Linked DNA regions of Mus musculus: region 2 is linked to region 1. The links are chromatin contacts, called in public HiChIP or PLAC-seq maps. All regions are on one chromosome and are shown on one strand. Each heading gives the region's core, a stretch centred on a gene start, on an enhancer-like site or on the middle of the called end of the contact. The rest is flanking DNA. Distances are from core to core; before and after follow the strand shown.

Evidence for each region. HiChIP or PLAC-seq counts read pairs in DNA pulled down with a chosen protein or histone mark.
Region 2: an H3K27ac HiChIP or PLAC-seq map of embryonic stem cells shows a contact between it and region 1, with 10 times the contacts expected there. The contact joins the promoter of Cyp2f2 here to the promoter of Nlrp4a in region 1. A contact is called at or near these places in 2 of 39 promoter capture datasets (embryonic stem cells and stem cell-derived epiblast-like cells), 1 of 115 datasets of contacts at active chromatin or transcription factors (embryonic stem cells) and 1 of 9 other capture datasets (embryonic stem cells).

What each region holds. Positions count from the first base shown.
Region 1 is chr7:26,432,903-26,438,442 of GRCm38.p6, reverse strand. Nlrp4a (NLR family, pyrin domain containing 4A) reads right to left here and starts at 3,330. Exons shown (of 11, transcript NM_172896.3): 1 at 3,186-3,330; 2 at 2,458-2,557.
Region 2 is chr7:27,116,660-27,122,199 of GRCm38.p6, reverse strand. It overlaps Cyp2f2 (cytochrome P450, family 2, subfamily f, polypeptide 2), which reads right to left and starts at 2,245. Exons shown (of 10, transcript NM_007817.2): 1 at 2,185-2,245; 2 at 459-649; 3 at 203-365. The coding sequence starts at 629.

The sequences.
Region 1 (5,540 bases), core at 2,081-4,580:
TAACTGGGGAGCTATTTGTACTTGATAGCTACTGAGATGGAGAGCCATTTTTTTCATATGGAGGGTACACCTTGGGTAATTGCCAATGTTCAAGTGAGTGACCCCACAACTGTTCACATATACTAACTGGACTATACTTAGCTTAAAATTTCATGAGCAAGTTACATCCTTTAAGAGAGAAACAACAAAGAGGGGAATTCAAATCAGAAGGAAATAATGATAGGGAAAATAGAGTGAGAAAGCAAAAGATAGACAAGACAGACACAGACAGAGAGAAAGAGAGACTCAAAGTCAGTAGATTTTTTGAGGACAACCATCAGATACAATTAAAAAATATAAAATAAGCCAGGCAGTGGTGGCATACACCTTTGATCCCAGCACTCAGGAGACAGAGGCAGGATCTTCTCTGATTTCCAGGCCAGCCTGGTCTACAGAGTTACAGGACAACCAGTGCTACATAGAGAATCCTTATCACATAACAAAACAAAACAAAACAAAACAAAACTTCACCATGGTGGCACACACCTTTGATCTCAGCACTCAGGTTGCAGAGGAGGGTGTACTTCTAAGTTTGAAGCAGGTCAGGGGTACAAAATAAGACCATATCTCAAAAACAAACAAACAAACAATAAACAAAACAAATAAAACACAAAACAGGAATTTTTTTAAATTTAAAAAGCAGGAAAAAAAAGCAAAATCGAGTAATAAACATCAGCTGGCATCTATGAAGTTTATCACATACCCTTAGAGTAATAAACATCAGCTAGCATCTATGAAGTTTATCACATACCCTTAGAGTAATAAACATCACCTGGCATCTATGAAGTTTATCACATACCCTTAGAGTAATAAACATCAGCCAGCATCTATGAAGTTTATCACATACCCTTAATTATCACTTTCAACCCAATCAAACTGATGATTTTGTTCATATATAAAGATTCTTGGAGAAGAAAATTCTTCACTTTTCATTTCTTTTTAAGAGTTTTTAGTTCCAGCATTGGAGATCAAACTCAGGATCTTGAGCAGATTAGGCAAGTATACTTATCACCAAGCTAACCTTCAAACCTTAAGGGAAAAGTTGAAGCCCAACTTTACCAGGTGAAACAAATTCCTTCCCAAGACTTCAGATTTCAGCATCTTTTCCGGTGAGTTGGATCAAAAAATTTTATCTTGTCCTTCTAGATGAATTTTACACACACACACACACACACACACACACACACACATACACACACACCTCTCACTTTTTTTTTTTTTTTACTCTACTCTGTTTTTTTCATTCATTATTATTTTACCTGGTTTTGGTGCTAGGATCAAAGGCATGAGCCATCATGCCAGGCTAAATAAGTCTTAATGTTGGCCAACAGTACCCAGCTATTTTCCTGACTTTGATATACTGTGGTTCTACACAACAACATTTTTATTTTCAGAAAACAAACCCTGAGTTATTTGTGGTAAATATTAAAGATAAATTTTCAGGGGTTTCTATTACAAAATTACATAAAGTAAGTGGATTAACAGTACAGAAATTCAGTTAGGGATGGGAGTTGACTGGTAGCATGCTTGCTTAGCATGTACAGAACCCTGTGTTCCATCCTAGCAACACAGAACATCAGATGTGGTGGAGCACACCTGTAATACCAGAACCTGGGAGGTGAAAGCAAGAGGATTAGAAGTTCAAAGTCACCCTTGACTACACAGTGATTTCTCAGCTAGCTTATTCACTGTCCTTGAGACTCTGTCTCAAAACACCAACCAACTCTAATAACATCAAAATCACTAAGAATCATCTTGCCTTACTACTTGTGAGGCAGGAGTCGGCAGCTTCATGCTCCCTCCCTCAAGGAAACCCTCCCCTACCCCTTCTGAGTCCCTGCTTTGCTGAAAATCTGTTGTTTTATCCTTGCAGCTGCCTAACTCCAGTATCTGCCTTGATTATCACATTACACGTTCCTGGTGTTCCAGTCACCACGTGGTTACCCTTCAAAAAATAATTAAATCTACAACAATATCTTTTTGATGTATTAGAGATCAGGACACTGATATATTTGTTTAGAACTGGAACAATTCAACAATCCAGCCAATAGTAAGGACCAGTGTTTATTGATATGTAAGCAATCTTTGCCCATGCTCTTACCTAATAGCCAAGAAAAAAAAAAAAAAGCATGAGTCTTTAAAGGGTGAACTCAGGTGAATGTCTCAGACACAAGTACTAGTGTGTCCATACTTGCCTGCTTCTCTGTGGGTTCTCCTGGTTATTGGCCTCACAAACATAAATATGAATATACATATTCATGCACATATACATGCACATACTTCTAAATTTTCAGGTGTTCAACCCTCATGATGCCCACACATTATTTATTTTCTCTTTGTATCTGGAAAGCCTCATTAGCACCGGCTCCTCCAATGTCTTGAGCCCAGCTAACAGTCTCTTGTGATCCCTCTACTTACTTCAAAGTCGAAAAACAGCCAGATAAAGTCGCTAGGATTGTCTGTGGATCCAGCTGAAGCAAGAGTTGGAGGATTTGGACAAGTAATGATTTTTGTTTTCCTAAAAAAAAAGAAAGAAAAATAGTTAAATAGTTAGAGTACCATAAAGCATCCTGGCTACTCTGCTAAAGTAAGTCCAAATAACCATGACAAAGGATGCAAACTGGTTCTGGTTGCTCTAGACAGGAGGGAAGAAAAAGGGAAGGAAAAAAATGATGCCCACACACTGGCTCCTCAAATAAAAAAGTAAAGACAAGCATACAAGAGAAAAGAGGCAGAAGACAAGATTTGCTGACTCACTGCCCTAGGGCTTCCAGGTTAGTCCTTAATATAGGGCAGCAGCTGAAACTGGGAAGAAACATTCTATGTTGCCATGTGATTGGCCAGCGCTTTACTCCCTCTCCTTGGTGGTGGTTGCGGGAGGGGGTTGGCAAAAGAAGACAGATATGATTGATGTTGAAAGTTTGGTGTAGCTCTAAATCCTCAGGTCCTGGTATTCTACAGATAATGAACATTGCAGTGTATCTGGGTATTTAGACCTCCTGAAGAATCCAGATAATGTATCGCCAAGGCTTCTGACTGTACAGATGGATCCCTTCATCCTCTTGTTATCATTTCACATGTGCCACCATTATTTAGCATTTCAAAGGAGCATATAAATGAGGGTAGGCAGTTTCTCTGTCTCTGACCTCAGTCCGTCTTGATCCAGTTAGTTCAGGCTGGGATGGAAATCAGGCTCCTCTACTCTCAGAATCTGGAATGCTAGGATTGCAAGTGTGTACAACACTTGTGCCTAAATTTCAAGTTCTAACTATGATTACTAAGGCGCTTCCTTTCCCTGACTTAGGCTGCTAACGAAAATATTAAGTGAGGGAGGGGCCAGTGGAGGGAGCAGCAGAGAGAAGGCTCAGCTGATTGTATTTGACATCCATCCTGGAAGACCTGAGTTGATGGCGGAGGGAGAAATTTACTCCTGCAAGTTTTTCCTGATCCACTATCCATTCATAGATGGATAAATAACTGTATTAAACATTTAAAACGTTAAGCGTTAAATCTCAGAAATAAAAACAGTCATTAGTATTAAATGTTTTTACTGTGTGTAATTTATGTTGCTTTATTTTATTATTTTATTACTAATAATTTGTTATAACAAATATATAGATTAAACTGTAGATGCATATATTGAAAAAAATATGGGATTCCATCCTATCTTAGTCCTTAGTCTCACACATCCACTGGGCAGCTTTGAATGGACATAGATGATCCATATTTAAAGTATACACACACACACACACACACACACACACACACACACACACACACACGGTGTTATAGTTCGTCAAAAGACCCTTATTCACAAAGATCACAGAGACCGCCGCCGTGGCTGCAAAACGCATGAGGATTTTTATTGATCCAACATGTTGGGGACTCCCCTCCCAGCACACAAGCCAGAGGAGAGACCAAGAACAAAGAAAGAACACATTTTTTATACCTTTGTAAGGGGCAGATTTGAGCAACAGGGTTCTCATTGGTGTAGCAAGTAACCCTTTCAGGCAATGATTGGTTTGTATAGTGACTAAGTAACCCTTTGGCCTAGTGACTCACTTTGCCTGCCCCCTTGGTGGGTTATTATGATTTGGTCAGCAAAGTAATAGTACATTAACATCACAGCTATTAATGTCAGGGGAATTCTTGCAACAAGGTCAGGGTGGTTTGTGGTCTTTGTCAGAATTCAGTGTGGGGCAGGGGGCAGGAGAATTGCTAGTCTTGTTATGGTTATTTCTCTGAGAACAGCTAATATTGTTTTGATCAGTTTGGATAGTCCCTTTTGAAGGGGGAAGGTACTGGATGGTCTTGAATTCATTTTGGGTATTACAATGGTAGGAAGATGGTCAGGTTTTTATATCAACTTTGAATTGATCAAACCTGTCTTATATCTCCTGGGTTTTGGTAATCATGGCTGGCTTGATGTGAAACACAATCATGGTCCTTGAGTGTGTCAGGCAAGTGCTCCCTGTCCAGTGTGTCCAGTGTTGTCATTGTAGTGCCACCCCCCACTCCCAAGGGGAAAAAAGCTGCTGCAAAGTCTGAGAGCCTGAGTTTGATCTGGTGACCTCATTTTGTGGAAGGAAAGAACTGACTCTTCTGAGTTGTCCTCTGTACTGAACACATAGACATACACACACACACACACACACACACACACACACACACACTTCTTTTAAAAAGGGGTTACATTAAATGATCTTTTCTTTCATTATGAGGGTTTTGGTGGTTTTTTGTTTTGTTTTCTTTTGTTTGTTTGTTTGTTTGTTTTGGAGCTCTTTATTCGGCTATTTTCTAGCTTACAAAGACCTGGGAGTATAGAGAGATATTAAATCTTTTGTACTTTCTTCTTTTGATTCTACTGAGAGGACCATCATTTATTCTTCGATGAGTACGATGGGAGGAGTCATAGTTATCAGTGGTACCTAGAACACTTGGCTGATTTCACCAGACAGTTGCAGGTGAAAACAGGTTCTCAGTTGCAGGTGCCCAGGTGATTCTAGCCTATTGAATCCTGGGTTAAGGATGGTTAAGGATCTAGTTCAGTGGTTCTTAACCTTCCTAATGTGGCAGCCCTTTAATACAATTCCTCATGTTGTGGTGGCCCTCAACCACACATTACTTTTATTGCTACTTCATAACTTTAATTTTACTACTGTTTTGAATCATCATGTAAATATCTGGTAGGCTGGATATGGGATATTTGACCCCTGTAAAAACATCATTTCACCACACATACACAAGGGTTCAGGACCCAAGAGTTGAGAAAAGCTGGTCTAGGAAGTCTGTTTATACCTTTCAATAGTATAATCCTGCATATTCTACAAGTACTTATTTACTTTTTAGAAAACTTTATTTACTTCTTTATTTAGTGAGGAAGAGACAGTAATTTCCAGGAGTCAGTGCTCTCCTACTATGTGTTGGTCCCAGGAATTGAATTCAGGTCATCAGGCTTAATGGCCAGCACCTTTACCAAAGCAGCCATCTTGCTGGCCCTC
Region 2 (5,540 bases), core at 996-3,495, 680 kb before region 1:
GAGTGGACGTGGAGGTTGGTCAGGTTGCTCAGTTCGAGGTGCTGGAGGTGAGGTAGATCCTACCCTCCTTTCAGCATTGCTTGTCTGCATCCTTCATGAGGTCATTAGTGAGATCTGCAGCTCTGAGTGGACAGCTTCTCACCCTTATTCCCTACCTAGATATGCAAGGGCTAGAGGCTGGAGGAGGTGAGGGTGGGCTTACCGTTGCCCCTGGTGAAGTTGAAAAAGACGGGGTATGCGCCTCGGCCACTGAACTCCTCCCCTTTGTCCACAAGAGCCTCCTTCACAGTTTGGTATCCGCTGAGGACTATCACAGGCCTGGACCCCAGGTACACCGTGAACACCGACCCATACTCCTTGCTAAGCTGGAGGTAGAAGAGAGAGTTTACAGGGGGCTTAGTGGCCGTGGCAACCCTTCCTGGCTCCATTGCCCTTTGCCCTTGCCAAGTCTCCTGCACCTTGGTGAGGGAGGTCAGCAAGTCTTGGGAGCGAAGCTGCAGCAGGTTTCCCAGGATTGGGAGAGGTTTGGGTCCTGGAGGCAGCTGGCCCTTGCCCCGTGAGCTGAAGGTCAGGGACAGAGAGATGACAGCCAGGAGGAGAAGCAAGATGGCTGTGCTCACACCATCCATAGTGAAGGCAGCTGCAGCGCCTGGAGGGACAAAGAGGGAGAAGTCAAGTGTGGGGTCCCCCTACTTAGTTCTTCTGGAACTTTCCTCCTTTGAACCCAGGCAATGGGACTGTGGAGGGAAGGGGAGGTGGAGTGATGTCAGAGTGTTAAGAGGGAGAGGGGGAAGAAGGAAAAGGGGAGAAGGAAGAGTGTGTGTGAACACAGACTAATTGTCAAAACATAAACGTGCGAAAGGAATGCAGAGATAGGCAGAGACAGACAGCTACAGAAACCCAAAGCAACAGTCACAACATAGGAAACAGTGGAATCTATGTCTTTTCTGTTTACGTAGCTGTATTATCTATCAGCTAACAATATATTGTCCATTAACCATCTATCTACTGATAGTCTATCATCTATCAATAATCCATCTAACATCTATCTATCTATCAATCATTTTTCATTTATCTCTCATCTGTCTATCTTAAACCATCTACCAAAACACTGGTTCTCACAAAAAGAAATAACAAAATATAGAGAGACACGCAGAGATGGGTACAGACAGAGAAAATCACAGGGAGAGGGGAGAGGGGACAGGGGAGAGGGGAGAGGGGAGAGGGGAGAGGGGAGAGGGGAGAGGAGAGAGGGGAGAGGGGAGAGGGGAGAGGGGAGAGGGGAGAGGAGAGAGAGAGAGAGAGAGAGAGAGAGGGGGAGAGAGAGAGAGAGATGACTTCAGAGAAAGAGAAAGAAGAGAGATGGCGTTGAAGAGACGGATGCACACACACTTTTTTCCCTGGTCTATTAAGACAGGGTCTCACGTGGCAGGCCATGCTGGCTTCAGATTAATCCCAGCTGCAGCCTCTTGAGTGCCAGGATTATAGGTATTCACTGCACCTAGCTCAGAGATGCACACCAAGAAACAGAGTCAGACCAGCCACAATGTTGCACACCTGCAACCCAGCATGGGGGAGGCAGAGGCAGGAAGATATTAAAGGTTTGAGGTTAGCCTTTCTACATAGTGGGTTTCTAGCCAGTCCAGGGCCATGCACACAATCTTGTCGCAGGAAGCAAAACAACAAAACAAAACAAAATAAAACAAAACAAAAAACCCCTTCAAATAAAACAACAATAAAATCCCAAACAAATGAGCTCAAAGCCAAACAAACAACAACAAAGATGCCAAACAAACAACAACAAAGACGCCAAACCAGAAAACTATGAAACCATCCAGTGATAGACACTGCAAAATAAAGGATCTTAAAAGACATGTATTAAAATGACACCCATGATATTGCTGCTTGTCAAGTTAAAAAGAAGAAAATAAATAAGGAATAAAGGGTGTGGGGAAGTGGGGAGATGGATGGGAGACGGGAGAGAGAGAGAGAGAGAGAGAGAGAGAGAGAGAGAGAGAGAGAGAGAGAGAGAGAGAGAGAGAGAGAGAGAGAGATCCTTTTAAAAGGGCCTGGAGACTGGAGGACAAACGGCATGCATGGTCCACAAGCTGAGACAGACATACAAGTCCCAGAATTGATTTGCAGAGACAGAGACAGAGACCTCTCTTGGGAGCCACCCCTCACCTGTATCAGTATTCTGCAGCAATGTTCTGAAGTTCTTGTGTGTGCTGCAGTGTATGTGTGTATGTGGGGGCAGGGCATGCCCTTAAGTTGTCTCTCCATGCTCCTCCTCTGCCCTGCCTTCTTTCCTGGTTCTTCCAGTGATTTTAATCTCCTCCTACCATCCTAGCATACCTTGTCTATAGACCTTGGGCTCTTAGCCAGCTGGCATGGTGGGGTAAATGTGGCCACACCTCTAGAACCCTCTGTCACTTGACTGGGTCTTCCTGGCTTGAAGGCTGACCTTAAATCCCTTTTGTGTGGACAGTACTTGCTATCTGCCTTAGGACAGAGCAAAGGCTTTCCGACTCTGGACCCGGTTCTTGAGGAGAAGGTGGGGTTATGGGGTGTTGGCTAAAATAATTAACAGGCCAGGGAGGGAGTATTGTGATCTAGTACTGGATCCAGTCCTAGTTTGAGCTCTTCTGTTCTGTGTTTATGAGTTCAAGTCCAGTTTTGCTTCCCTAGCTAGGAGGCCTTGTGTAAGGCCCATTCCCTTTCCATTGAGTCCTCATTTCTGGGCATCTCTCTCAGTGGATTCTTCTTGCAGTCTTGCAGTTTGTCTCTGAAATTCTATATGACTCTCATTCTGTCTCTCTTAGTCTGGCAATAAAATATCCTGAGACACGTATTAAAACAACACACATATGATATTGCTGATTGTCAAGTTAAAAAAAAAAAAGAAGAAGAGAAAGAAGGAAATAGAGACTAAAAGGGAAGGAAAGGTGGATATGTTGTAGCCAAGGGTCTGGCAGACCCTTAGAAGTGTATCCATCTTTGCTGTCCTTCTGAAGGGTAGGAGATGAGGCACTTGGAGTCATCCTTTCTCTTTAAGATTATTTTAAAAATTTAATTATGTGTATGGATCTGGTATGTGCATGTGAGTGCAGTTGCCCACAGAAGTCAGAGTCAGATTCCCCGGATTTGGAATTGTAGGCTGTTGTGAGCAGTGCAGGAACCAAACTTGGAGTCTCCGTAAGAGTGGTGCAGGCTCTTAACCCCCGAACCATCTCTCTAGTCTGGTCTTGTGTGACCGTGAATGTCTTAGAACTTGCTATGTAGCTAAGGGTGACCTTGAACTCTGGAACTTTCAGCTTCACCCCTGGAATGATGGCACTATGGGCATGTGCATCCGCACCTGGTTTTGGTAACTGGCGAGGATGAAATGCAGGGCTTCATGCATGGTAGACAGACCTCCCTGGCCCTCCCTTTCTTTCTCTCTGCGTTTCTCCCGTTCTTATCTCCCAGTAAGTTCTTGTAGGTTGTATCTCTTCTATACTATTGGCTTCTATGGCTTATGCTTCTGTGACTGTGAGTACAGTGGGCTTAGGCTGAAGGACGGTTAAGGAGAAAGGCAGGGCCACAGAAAAGGGATCGCAGACTCAAATCACACTCTCCCTCACTGCCTCATATAAGGTTCTCCTTCTGTTTTCCTGAGTCACTGCCCCCATGTCTGTTCTTGGCTCTCATCTTGGAAACTGTTCCAAGTTTCTCAACTTCTGTCCAGATCAGAAGGATAGAGTGCCAAAACCAGAGTTGGCCAGGGTGAGGGGAGAAGTGAGTTAAGGTCTAGTAAGCCCTTGGAAGTGCACCAGGCTTCCTCTGCCCTTCTGGGAGGCTGTGGGAGAGGAAGTAATTCAATACTTTAGGTCTCAAGTACTCAGTGAGATGGAGGTGGGGCAGGTGGTATTGTTACAGCCCTGGACAGGCTGGTTAGGGCTGGTCCCAGGAGAGGGGTGAAAACTTCCTTGTGGGATTACAAGCCTCCTGTTTCCCATAGCAGCAACCCCTACTTCTGGTGGGGAGGTGCAGTACGGGCTCCACTCCAGTCCTTTGACTTGACTTGAATCTGGTTCGAGGGCTACCCACGTGATGGCCTCACTGGGGGAACTCAGGATTCATGAAGGGTTGTTTTAGGAACTTCGTGTTTTTCTTCTGTTCTGACTTGCTGTGCTGTTCCAAATGGAACTTGGACTCGAGCAGAGATATGCTTTAGTCTTTAAGCTTGGTGCCATTGAGATTTTGGGGCTTATAATTTATGTGGAAGGCTGTGCCGTGTGTGGTAAGATGCCAGAAGCCATTTCTCCATCCATCTGGTTATGATAGAACCAAATGGCTTTGGAGGTTCTTCCTCGTTTTTGTTGTACACATTCTGTTTAGATTTATTTTGTTTTATATGTATGAATGTTTTGCCTGTGTGTATATCTGTGTACCAAACGCATGCCTGGTGCCTGAAGAGATCAGAAGAGAATGTTATATCCGCTGGAACTATAGTTAGGGATAGTTGTGAACTGAGCCAAATCTTTTACAAAAGTTATCTCTCCAGCCCTACGTGTGTTCTTTTTCTTTCCTTTCCTTTCCTTTCCTTTCCTTTCCTTTCCTTTCCTTTCCTTTCCTTTCCTTTCCTTTCCTTTCCTTTTCTCTTATTTTCTTTTTTCCTTTTCCTTCCTTCCTCCCTCCCTCCCTCCCTCTCTCTTTCCTTCCTTCTTTCTTTCCTTCCTTCTTTCTTCTTTTTTCCCCCTTTTTTTCCGTTTTTGATTCTGGAGATCAAATCTAAAGCCTTATATATGCTAAACAACCAACTGATAAAAGTTCTACCACTGAGCCACACCCCCAGCCCCTCACTGGGGGATTCCTGGCAAGTGTTCTACCACTGAGCCACGCCTCCAACCTCTCACTGTTAGGTTCTAGGCAAAAAAGTATAGTTACCAATAATGCACCCAGCCCATTACTGGTTGATTAGACTCACTCTTGATTTTGTAAGACTTTGAGGTACATCCATAGGTTATTTACTTAAGATTTCATGAATATTTATGTATTTGAGACAGGGTCTCACTATGTAGCTTTGGCTGGCCTTGAATTCACAGAGATCTGTTTGTTTCTGTCTCCCATGTGCTGGGATTAAAGGCATGCAGCACTTTGTCTGGTGCTTTGGCCTTAAAAATATTTATTTTAGCCATGCGTGCATGGTGGCACATGCCTTTAATCCCAACACTCAGGAGGTAGAGGGAGGTGAATTCCCATGAGTTTAAGGCCAGCCTGGTTTACTGAGTGAGTTTCAGGACAGCCAGGGCTACACCCAGAGAAATCTTGTCTCCAACAAACAAACAAAACAAAACAAAAAAAATTTATCTTATTATTTTAAATTTTGAGTGTGTGTGTGCACATGAATTCCAGTGCCTGAGGAGGGCTGTGGCATCAGGTTTTCTGGGGCTGAGTTATAGGTGGTTATGAGCTATTTGCAGGTGCTGGGCACCAAACTTAGGTCCTCTGCCATAGCAGGACTACTTCTTTTTTTAATTAATTTTTTCACACACTAT